Linked DNA regions of Zea mays: region 2 is linked to region 1. The links are chromatin contacts, called in public Hi-C maps. All regions are on one chromosome and are shown on one strand. Each heading gives the region's core, a stretch centred on a gene start, on an enhancer-like site or on the middle of the called end of the contact. The rest is flanking DNA. Distances are from core to core; before and after follow the strand shown. Region 1 holds the start of LOC100283456. Region 2 holds the start of LOC103627578 (DUF740 family protein).

The links. A called contact is a pair of places that touch in the nucleus more often than the background predicts.
Region 2: a contact with region 1 is called in a Hi-C map of ear, with 2.1 times the contacts expected there. The contact joins the promoter of LOC103627578 here to the promoter of LOC100283456 in region 1. A contact is called at or near these places in 2 of 25 Hi-C or Micro-C datasets (ear and tassel).

The regions. Positions count from the first base shown.
Region 1 is chr5:206,508,504-206,514,932 of Zm-B73-REFERENCE-NAM-5.0, reverse strand. It overlaps LOC100283456, which reads right to left and starts at 2,876. Exons shown (of 10, transcript NM_001156357.2): 1 at 2,390-2,876; 2 at 960-1,213; 3 at 767-875; 4 at 240-378; 5 at 89-146. The coding sequence starts at 2,728.
Region 2 is chr5:206,805,572-206,812,000 of Zm-B73-REFERENCE-NAM-5.0, reverse strand. It overlaps LOC103627578 (DUF740 family protein), which reads right to left and starts at 3,530. Exons shown (of 1, transcript XM_008647879.4): 1 at 1-3,530.

The sequences.
Region 1 (6,429 bases), core at 1,627-4,126:
AGCCTACATCAAGCGCATGCTCAATTTGTCTATTTGAATTTCACTGTCACTAAAGGATTGGCAAACTAAAACAGGACAATGATTTTACCTTACATCCCCTGAAATTGTGCATTCTCCCGGAATTTGATTAAGCCCCCCGCCAGGATCTGCAAAGCACCATTTCTTAGAGTGTGAGTAGCAATACATGATTGTTTACTTAAACATGAACAAAGTACTAAAAAGGTTCAAGTTGGCCTTACAGCTCCATTTAGTTGGCTTCATTGTAGATGGAGTAGCAAATTTATAGACCTTCTCTTTCTCATGTGGAGGGAAGTCAGTGTAAAACCGTTTTTGGATTACCTTTAGTGCTTCCATGTTCATCTCCATTGCATTTATGGCCTAGAGAGAAAGATAAATAAAATAAGGCACACAATTCAAAAGCAACGGTGGGGTTGTCTCCAAAAATGTATAATTAAATAAATGGAAGTTCTTAGACAAGCATGAAAAGGGTGCAGCCTAATTTTATTCAAATAATAAGTATAAAAATCTGTGGCATAAAGGCATATCTATTTTGAGGCGGAGATTTAAAATATGCATCTCGATTAGATCAGAATGGAGCTGATTAATCAGATATAGATGCCATGTGTAACAGATAGGATTCTACAACTGCTACATGTATATTTTCAAATATATCTGAGCAACTCCTGGGAGATGGCCAATTCAGCAAAGACCATAGAAGTATAGAACAATGACCAAACTGAAGCAGCCTGACAAGTTAGTCAAATACCTTATGTGCAAGGCCACTGTGGAACAGCTTCCCTGTTGCCTTGAGATGCCATGGAATCATTCCACCAGTGCCAATGCATGGCTGCTTATCAGCTGTATCTATCCAAAACCTTCACAGCACCAACAATATCCAATTAAAAGCAACACAAAATCCACATAAACAACACATTAGATTTTTAAGGCACAATTCTTACAAGGGTCCTGTTTTGAGCTTGTCAAGTAATCCATCCTTCACGAGGCCATCAACACCAATGCCAGTGACAGATGAGTTCTCCTCATTGGCAATGAACACAGCAATGACAGAATGTTTCAGGGGTGGCTTGACCTCACCAAGCCGCCGCATTAGCTGAGCCACCAGTGCGACATGTCCAAGACAGTCGGTTGTCCCACGTCCCCGAAGTTTGTCCTTATCCTCGCTATCAAAGGTTAGTGAGAAAGGATCAAAGTCCTGCAGAAAGATCGATAAGCAAAGATCACTGATTCGAATCATGAATCAACTATGAAGGGGGTCAAGTACTCAAGTGATTATAAAATCAAGTACATCTTTTTTTGCAAAACAAAAAAAATCAAGTAATCATTGGGTGAAAAAAGATGACTTACGAAAATAACAGACTAAAACGATGAAGATTTTTACAGGCAGCACATATGTATCAGAAAACAAAACAAATCTAACGTCTATAAAAAGTTACAAACCAAAAAAATCATGCCGTTGAAAAACTAAAAAAATTAAGATTTTTACACGAATAGAGCCAATCACATCTAGCAATATATATGCAAAATTACCAGCCATGGAGCCAATGATTAATTACAACTCACTTTAACGGAAATACTTTAGAATCAGTGCCTGTTTGTTTCAGCTTATATATTATATAATCTAGATTAAATAATTTTAGTGTAGTTGTTTAGCAACCTAGCTTATTGGAACTTTGATTATTGATTTTAGTCATGTGGTGTATGGCGGGACCGCCAGAGCAAGAAAGAAATAGATGAAATGTTTTTTAAGGAGTGGCCATGATAGATATTTCCTCCTGGAGTTATCATAGGTAGTGGATCTTTTACCAAATAAACTGTTGAGCAGCTTATGGGCCTCTAAATTATATAATTTGACCTAATAACCTATCTGTTTGTTTTCCATCTAGATTATTTAAGCTGGATTATATATAATAGATTATAAGATGAAACAAACGTGCTCTCATTGTACACAAAGTATTCGAGTGTGAAGAAACTCCAAAAATATGTATCTTGTGCTCATAGAGCTCTCGTGCTCATATGAGCACTTTAAATCTGGTGTTTTCATTTCTCATCCAAGTGTGAATAGATATTTACTAGTTTTTTCTGTGTGCCACCCTTGATCACCCTTGTTACGCTGCGCCGTCTGTCTCTTCTGTGTGTCACTGCTGCCCTCACCCTCTAGATGAGAAATGAAGGCATCAGATTTAAAAGTGCTCATATGAGCACAAGAGCTCCATGAGCACAGGATACGTTTCCAATAAAAAAAACTTTTACAGTAAAACTCCCATTATTACCAAAGCACTCCACTGATAATCACAACGCTAAAAATATTGTGCAAATTTTGCATCAGTAGATCCAATCAAATCAACAATATCAACGGGCGCGGGCCTACCCACTCGCTGCCGTTGGCAGGGACGACGTCCATGTGCATGCCGACGAAGGAGACAACGCGGCCTGGGACGGTGCCGGGGTATTCAACGATGACGTTGCTCCTGCCCTCGGCGTAGCTTATCTTCCGCACAAGGAGGGGGCCGCCCCCGGTGTCCGCGGACACCGGGCGGAGCACGTCGACTACGTGCTGCGCCACGCGCTCCTCCTGAGGCCTGTAGGTCGGCGGGTCGTTCTGCAGGTGTGCGGTCTCGCCGATGAGGTTGGAGAGGAGACCAACAAAGCCGTCGCGGTCGAGGCTGCCCACGGCTTCCTTAAGCGACGCCGATGCCGGAGATGCCATCTCAGACGGGGAAAGGATCGGGCGGCGGAGGAGAGGGCAACGGAGTGGCGAAGTGAATCTACTCGAGTTGGAACTTGCTGCTTGGAGCAAGATAGGAGAGGTGCGGCCGGGCGTGGAGTGGGGGAGTTTTGCGGAGGGCGTGACTGCGTGTCAAAGAGACAAAGACTTGCTACAATACCCCACTTAAACCCATTTCCTAGCTAAAATACTCCACTGCACTAATTAGACATTTATACCCTTACACCGTGTAACGTCACATTCTCTACTGTTACTTGTGCCGATGACTGTAATTCAATTTTTTTAGCCCAAATTTATTTTTTAGCCCAAAATTCATATTAAGGCCTGAAATTCATTTTTTTGTCCGAAATTCATTTTTTGCCCAAAATTCACATCATAACCCTAAATTCAAAAAATAATAAAACAAATAAAAGATAAGACAAATAAATTTGAACAAAAGCAAACTTAATATTTGTATTAAAGTTACCACAGTTATGCAATGACTACCTCGTTTACAAATCATTTTGTTAGAAGGAAAAAGAGTATAATTAGATCTATACAAAGTTCGTAAGTTCAGTTTATTGTCTAATGTTCATAATAAAAGTAAAATTACATCACATACTCTAATTCAAAGCTAAAAAACATCTAACTAGCATTATCTATAGCTTTGTGTTCTTTATCAAGTATATGAAAGTGTGGAATGAAGTGTGGTTTTAATAAATATATGGGTCTTTTCGTGCCTCTATATGGGCCATTTCGTGTCTGTCTTAAACGGGCCGTGACCTCGGCCCGAAATAACGGGCCGTGCCGACCCGACACTAAAATATTTCGGGTCGTGCCGTGCCTGGGCCGTGCTTTTTTTCGTGCTTCGGGTCGGCCCATCAGGCCCGCCATCAGGCCCGGCCCAAATGTACACCTATAGCTCCATCCGATCGCTGGTGGTTCTCGTCCCACCCCGGACTCCCGGTGCCCGCCTCATCTGATCGCTATCCGCACCAACTTCATCCTCGTGTCCCTCGCAAGGTAACAGCAGATTCCAATAACATATTTGATTTCTTTTTGTTGCGTGGCCACTAATAGGAATGTGAATTTTGGTTTGCCAGGTTCTTCATCCCGTGCGACTGGTAGACTTGCCAGGTACTTGGCGTTCTACAACCTGCACTTGAGTAGGACGTCAGATTTAATCTAAGTGATAGTTACATAGAGCATCCCAGGTACCTAAAACTATCATCCGTCGCCTGCATATTTAATTTCTATGATCATATAAATATAAACAATGGCTTTTCTTTACTATGAAGCGATCATGGACGATGAAATTGTAAGTACAAGCGTCGACGAGGGAAGTGAATCCAGTGGCAGTGGTACTGGTGATAGAGAAGACATTGGTTTTACTGGTGGAACATTGTTTGATTGATCCATGCTACAAATTGAGGAGCATGAAATTCATGAGAGAATTGCACCTATTGATGAGGATGAGATATACATCACATTGGGTCTTAGAGATGAGGATGATTCACAACATGGTGCAACAACACAATTTGCTTCACAATCAAGTTTTGGTCCGCAGAGTAATGGTGCAGATTTGAATGACTATGATGCTGACGTGCTGGTTGACGACGATATTCCAGAAATTTTCAATATATTACATGATGTAGATCGTCCAGAGATGCATTTGGGTATCATCTACCCCTCAATGGTAAAATTCAGGCTAGCTGTGAGGCAATATGCTATAAACGAAGAATTTCTTCTTGGAACAATAAAGTCAGACAAAGAAAGATACAGGGTGTATTGTCAAGGGAATGGTGGCCAATGTCCTTGGAGACTAAATGGTTCAAAAAAACCAGATGGAAGTGTCATGGTACTTTAGTGTTTAATTTTAATTTACTTTAGTGTTTATTTTTTAATTTACTTGCTAATATTCAATTTGGGTTTGTGATATAGGTCACATTGTTGGTGAATGAGCATTCATGTGCCTCAAGCAGCCGGTTGGATGGGTTGAATGCTACTCAAGGATGGGTAGCACAGAAGGCACTTCCTATACTTAGGATTGAGCCAACTATAGGTGCTAAGGACCTACAAAAGAGACTTCAAGCAACATATAAGGTACAAATAACTTATGACACTGCATATAAAGGGCTGCAGAAAGCATTGAAAAAATGTATGGTACATGGGATGATAGTTTTAGGTTGTTGTATCAATGGAAGGCAGAGGTTTTGTTGAGGTCCCCCAATAGCGTTGTGAAGATAGACACCCAGGTTGTAGATGGGAAAGTGTACTTCCATAGATTTTTTTGTGCACTTGGCCCATGTATACAAGGGTTCCTTGGAAGTTGTTGACCTTACCTCAGCGTGGACTCCATGTGTCTGAATGGTAGATGGAATGGGCATTTAGCTGCTGCAACCGCACTAGATGGGCATAATTGGATGTACCCAATTGCTTTTGGTTTTATAGATGGTGAAACAAAAGATAATTGAGTTTGGTTTGTGACACAATTGAGAAAAGCATTGGGCAATATAGATAAGCTTGCTATATGTACAGATGCATGTAAGGGGTTGGAGACTGCTGTAGAACTTGTTTTTCCTAATGCAGACAAGAGAGAGTGCTTTAGACATCTGATGCAAAATTTTATTAAGAATTTTCATGGCAACAGCTATAGAGGCATGTACCCTGCTGCAAGAGCATATCCTGAAGATGCCACATGTGCACCTGCACCACCTCCAAGTGTTGAAAATGAAGCAACTCCAAGTGCTCTAATCTCAACCCCAACAAGAAACAATTATACCAAGAAGAAAAAGCTTACTCCCAAAAAGAAAAGATGTTGATGAAATTCGTTTAGTTTGCCTTTTGTGTGATTGTGTGTGACTATGAACTGGATGCTAAATTGTGTGACTGTGAACTGTGTGCTATCAAAATTGAGTACTATTTTACTATGTATGGATCCTATCAAAATTAAGACAAAACGCTGTCAAAATTATGCATTAGTTGACAACACTGCAGGTTCCTGTATGGCTGTCAGTATTTAGTGTTTCGGTGTTTCAGTAGAGAATGCAATGTAGTAACAGTTTTCTAGTTCCTACTTGGCTGTCATGACCATATTCATAAATCTAGAAACAACCTGGAACCAATCACTGTTGGTTTGTCGAAACCTGGACAGTAGCATGCATTGTTCTATCAAAAGAATGGCTGGACAGTAGCACAAGCGCACGCAGCTGCAACAGCATGATGCATCTGTCACACGGCAGAAAAAATGAAGAAACGAGAACGTGACGTTAAGAAACGGTGTAAGGGTATAAATGTCCATTATAACAAGTAATTAGTACAGTGGGGTATTTTAGCTAGGAAAGGGGTTTAAGTGGGGTAATTAGACGAGCGCAAGAATATCGGGGTATTTTGGCGAGTGGCAACGAAGAGAGACCTAAAAAAGCAATAAGCCCGGCAGGCACAGGGATGCGTGCTATACATCTGTACTCTGTTTTCTTCCGTCACATTACCCTGCTAAATATTCCTATCGTTTTGAAATTATATAAGTTAGTTATATAAGATTTATGTTTTAAATCCGTTATACAAAATTTGTAATACATAATTCACGTATACTGAAATTACATGGATATTTAAAATGATGTACAAATATATAAAAAAATTGGACAATCCTAATATATAAAGTTGGAGCAAGCATTCCCGTGCCCTTCAATGTTCATTGTTAC
Region 2 (6,429 bases), core at 2,281-4,780, 300 kb before region 1:
GCATCGGGGGGTCCGCATGTCGGTCTTGAAGTCGTGACCGAGACGCCTGGCCCAGTCTCCTTTTTTTTTTCTCCCTTGCTGACCCCTTCGGCCCTTCCCTTCTTTTATGCTGAGCCCGTGTGGCCTGAGTGCGAGGCTGCGACTGCGAGCAGCAGGCGTACAGAGCACGTACAGCGTCGCTGCCCGCTCGCTGGTTTCCACGTTGGTATCGTGCCGTGTCTACTGCCACGCGCACGCGAGCGTAGTGCGGCCGCGATGTCAACGGTTGTACCGCACGTGTGCTTGACAATCCTCGGACGCGCGCGCGAGCTGTGCTTGTGTGGGGTTCCGCATCTCGGCACGGAAATTTCCGGCTCGAGCTTGATCCGGGAACTGGGATTAGTCCTTTGCTCCTGTTTAAGTAACTCCTAGGGCCGTAACATAATGTGTCAATTAAATGCAGGTGTACGGTGTACCCGCTCGGTGGCGTCAAGCTATGACAACACCAGCGCTTCTTTCGGCGGCCGCGCGCGGCATGCATGCGTGCACCGTGCCCGCACGTCCCGTGCAAATCCGTGCACACGTCCGTAGGGAGTACTACGAGTAGCTGCGTTTTTTTGGGGAAGATATCTTTTGCCCGGCCGGTGCACGAACAGATTGGCTCTAAAAACCACACTGGCTAATGCCAAGTTAGACAGCCTAGAACAGATTCCGTGGTGCGCGGTGCGATACAAATCATCATCAGGGTCAGGGGGCGCTCTCCCCGTGTCCAGCCAAGCAAGTCCACGTACAGACATGCCTTTCGAGTCACGCAAGATCTTTTGGGAGGGGTCCAAATCTCATGTCGAATGAAGCACCAACGTGCTCGTCATGATTATTGGGTCATGCCTCCGACGAAATTATCCAATTTGTTCTTCAAAAGATACCACCAATGCAAGCTAACGCCTCCCTCCTCCTACGAGTCCAGTCCATCAAATATTCCTCATCAAGATGCCCTTCTTTGATGACGTTGAAAGTTCGGTCAGTAGCTACTGAACTTGTTAAAAAAAGGGAAGGTAAAAAAAACAGCAACGTTCCTGCTGTGTTTTTCCTCAAAATGTATTGCTACCCAAAAGAAAAACACACACATATACAAGATTCTCTTCGTTCATTCCTGGTTCGTAGCTCAAAAAGGAGGCACAAAACGACGGGCACATCAGCACACAGTATCACTCGCAGGCGCGCGCAACCACCAAGCACAGACAAAAATCACACAGCGCTGCCGGCTGCGCGGACATGCATGGTGGCTTGCGGCGCAGCCGAGACGCACGCGTCTAAAAATAGCTGGTGCGCGGCGGCACGGGCCACGGGCACCGATCCCGTCCACCACCGCACCGCACCGCACCGCACCACGTACGTCCCGGTAGGTGCCGCCGGCGCCGCGCGGCACATGGGCAACGGCCGGCCACTCGGCCCTGTGTTTTCAATCGCGAGACGGCGCAACCGCAACGCGCAGGAGCTGGCGGTCGGCGTCAAGCAGCATGCTGTATCCCGCCGACGACGGCGAACGGGACCAATTAGTGCAGTCTAATCCCGGCTCCCCTCGACGGCCAGTACTTCAGTGGGGGTCTTAGTCTCGCTGTCACGTTGCTCCGCGTTAATTAGGCTCGTGGAAGAACTAGGTAGGTCAATGATTAGGTGGGGAACTTGAGAGAGCGGTCCGGTCGCTTTCAACCACAAAATCGCTTTTGATATACTACACGTACGCCATTTATAACGGGTGCTAGATCATGTAGCTGAGCATCTGGTGCAAACTCTGGCTGAGCTAGACTAAGATTTATTGAGAGCTTAGGTAATTTTTATGGCTTCTTATGATGTTCTAGTGTGCTGCCTTGTTATTCTCTGTCTTTAATTCTTGAAATCATTATAATTAAAATCATCACAATGCTTTAAACATTTGTTGTGGATATTGTTGACACCACCAACATGCTCCACCAATGATTTGTATGCATGTTTCTAATTACTAAATCTAGTTTAAGCGAGTACCCTATAGCCAAATTGATTTGTCCAACCTGGTTACTTAAATAGAAAACAATAGAAACAATATGCTCCATCCTAAGACTTGCTATATTCTATCTAATTAAATTTAATCTGCCATGATTGTGAAAAAAATCGTGTCACATCTTCAATTTTTCTGTATGAAATTTTATAATACAACATCTGTTCCAAAATGTTTGTCGCTCTGACATTCGTGTCGGTCAGAGTTTCTCAAGTTTGACTAGATTATAGAGCATATTAGCAACATTTGTATCTCCAAATAATTTCACTAAATAATAAATTTAAATATCTACCTAATGATACCAATTATGTACTATAAACATTCACGCTTTCTTTTATCTATTTGGTCGGAGTTTAGAATGGTTGACTCCTCGAAAAGCGAGAACGACAAGCATTTTGGGACAGAGGGAGTAGGTTGGTATGGTCCTTTTGTATATACGCCCTTCTAACTTGATATATAAATTCAGGATCATACTCATATGTTTGTTAGTGTGAAGGATAAGTTAGAAGCTTCGTTTTGATGGACCTTATAGCGGTGAACCTAGAGCAAGGATTTATCACCGATGGACTAGATGCACCGATATCGAGGCCATGTGAATTTCCTATTTTTTGACACGTTGAGGACTCAGAAATCTTTTTATTTATGTTGTCAATTTTCTTGTGAAATACACACTCTATCCCAATTTATAATCCGTTCAACTTTTTTACAGGAAGTTCGATCGTCTCATCTTATTCTAAAAAACTACAATTATTATTAACTTTACTGGGATACTTCAAGTATGGATCTACTTTTTTATTTTTCGCACAAAAAATAATAAGATGAGTCGATCAAACTTTCAAATGAATTATAAATTGAGACGGAGTGAGTAGAATTTAACCAACCTGATTCTCTTGATAAAAATTATGCTTGCTTGTGTTTTTTTTAAAACTTTAATTTTGATGGTGCGTCATATCTGCATGTTTGACTCAGTTCTCAGTGCATTTTGGGGGTTGTGAGTGTTGGTGAGGATATTTGGGTTCTAATGGCAAGCCGCAGCCCAGTTCTTCCACGCTACATGCTTAATCTAGATCCTACATATTAAGGAATTTTCAGCACAACACATTCAATGTTCATACTGCATGCTTAATCTTGCTCTCACGTACATGGCTGACATAACCTAGCGTCTCTTCTCCCCTTTAAATCCTACCTGCATAGCACATAGTTATCTCCGATATTTACAACCCATGTGCCGATTCGAAAATTTGCTTTATGTACAGCCCATCCTTACCGTACCGTAGCCATTTAGCAACCATTTACCTGACAAGTGCACTGCTCATGCTCTCACTTTCCCTGTCTGCTTATCTCTGCAAAATATATTTTTGTACGAGGCACCTGTTGTTTCAGCTAATTTGGTGGCAAACTCTTGCAATTTCGATTGTGCCTTCCCATGATGTTGTATTGTCTAATGCAATGCTCATTTCATCATGTTCTGTATCTCTCCATTCTTCTGCTTTAATGGTGTGCCTAGCATATGTGTAATATCGCCCAGTCAGAGTTCAGCTAGACTCTATTACGGTACAAATTTTTTCATCATGCGGGGGTCCCCACCTGATATATTTATATTGAATCTGAATAGAAGAGCACCAAAAGGATACAAATAGGTCCTGAAGATAGAACACAAAACGTGGCTGCCAGCTTATAGAGCCGACGGAGAGTCCCAGTTCAAACGGGCTGGCAAACGACAAATGGCAGGCCTTGCCTTGTGTTGTGGCCGGGTGGGCTGTGGGCTAGTAGCCGAGATTTGGCGAAAACTTGCTGCGAGGGATAACGAGCAGTGCGGCGGATTTGTTGGGCCCATGGACCACAAATGTACTCGCCAGATCGTATAGGTATGCCGTTTCTGATTCGAAGAACGAAGGCCTATCACACTGTGTAAGCCCAACAAACCCAGTAGTGGAGAAAACGTTTTTGTTCTAGATAATCGAGACATTAGTAACCGACTCTGACTCCACTAATCAACCTTCATCGGACAGAAAAAAAAGAACAGCGAACGACCAGATAACCCGTGACTTTTTTTTTGTTCTGTAAATTCCGATTTCCTAGCTTTCACTTTGTGTATAATTCTGTATGGAACTTATCACCATAATTTCGTAGAAAATTGCTACAGTATACTATACTCACGGTTTTTTATGTATGATTACCGGGCTGATTGGTGTTAGAAATATAGGCATTTTCTGTACCATTTTAATTCCATAAATTAACATTATGATGATAACATATAATAGATAATCAAACATAGAAAACGTGATCTCAAAAATATCCATAACAATATGGATCATGAGAACACAAAGCATATGAAGCATGTAAATCATATAAATAAAATAAGTATATAAACATGGTTCATGGATTATTGCGTAACAACTGGAAATAAACAAATAACAATATAAACAGGATGACTGTACAATTAAAACAGACAGATATAACATATCATAATACGATAGAACAGAGGTACATACGACATATATAATTTGCAGAATATAAAACAGTAACGAACTGAATTGATCATACCCTCCCATGCGTTCCGAGGATCCTGATCCTTGTCCAACTTCTCTTGTCATCCGATCGAGATGAAGACGCCAGGAACCAGCGATGAAGACAACGACAGACGTTGGGCAGTCGCGAAGACGCTCCCAAAAACCTAATTACCGATCCCCCGAGCAGGGTCTCGAACGGCAAGGGCTTCGGAGGCACCTGCCCTCTCGCCTCTCTGTGCGCGCAGAGCCACGAGATGGAAATACCCTCACTCGGCGGCTGAAATGTGATTCTGAAAGTGTTTCTCGCGTGTACCGAGTGACAGGGGTGCTCCTCTATTTAACCTCTCGCAGAGGGAAGCTGAAGGAGAAAGGTCGCCGAGTCACGCCAAGAGTCGGCCAGCTCTAGCCGAGTTATGCCATGAGTCGGCCAGCTCTCGCCGAGTCACGCCATGAGTCGGCAGCTGAAGGAGAAGGGTCACTCGGCTGGCCGACGAAGAGACAGGGTCACTCGGCAGACGAAGAGACAGGGTCACTCGGCTGACGTACGCGGTTAGTGAGTGCTAAAAATTAACACAACCACACCACGCCCGCTCGCCTGCCTGCCTGCCTGCCTCGCCTCGCCACGCCACGCCCGGCCCGGCCGGCGGCGCGCGCGCGCGCGTGTGGCACGCCCTTGTCCATTTCTTGACTTCTCAAGTTAAGTGGAATAAATCCCACCATATAAGTCAAGGCAAAAGACCCTTGGACTTCCAATGTGGCACTATTGGTATTCTCCACCATTACACACCATAGAGTTTATTCAATAAATGGGCCAAGCCCATAAAAGATCCAACAATCCCCACCAAACTCTAGGGTTTGTAATGATGAAGTATCAGAATCACAATCCTTTGATATACCAGTGTTTCGATGGAGACTGTTAAGTTGAACATTCATCTAGAATAAGAGTTTCACTCATTCACAACTGAACAATGGACTATGCCTTGAATTGACAGTTTTGTGCGAAATAAGATTCACTCAAATCCTTTGCTGATACTAGGCTGCAAAAGGGTATTCCCGCTTTTCAGAAGCATATAAGTCACACTTCAGTGTCTTTCATGAGTATTTAGGGATTACCCAAGTCCCATAGACTGTGACTAGCAGTCTGACTCATATAGGTGTATTCCTCAGAAGATGTTCTGTAGGACAACATCTCACCTTTATAAGACTCTTGGAATACATTAAGGTAAAAACCATCCTGCCTTACAGATAGGAAAGATGTGCATCAGAAATGAGTTAAAGAAGGGATCTTTCCTCACAATCTACTCCTAGCTTGTTTCTCCACTCTACTTCACGGGATCTCCGATCACATAGAGCAGGTTACCACTAGAGTAGATCTCACATGGGTCTCATACCCATTTCCCTCGATGCACTTTCTATCACATTGTGTGATAGACCCTTAGTGAATTGATCTGCCAGATTATTTGATGTGTGGACATAATCCACAGTTATAACTCCGGAGTTTTTCAACTTTCTGACAGATTTCAATCTCCTCTTAACATGCCTTGTAGACTTCATGTTATTCCTAGAACTGTTAACCTTTGTAATCACCGTTTGGTTGTCACATTTCATGGAAATAGCCGGTATCGGTTTTTCAACTACCGGTAAGTCCAATAGGAAATCACGAAGCCACTCGGCCTCAGCCCCAACAGTGTCTAATGCTGCGAGTTCTGCTTCCATTGTAGACTTTGTTAAGATAGTCTGCTTGCAAGACTTCCAGGAAACAGCGCCACCTTCAAACAGAAACACATATCCGCTTGTGGCATAAAGCTCATCAGCATCAGAAATCCAGTTGGCATCACAATAGCCTTCCAGCACTTTTGGGTTTCCGGTATAATAAATACCGTATGTCATAGTACCTTT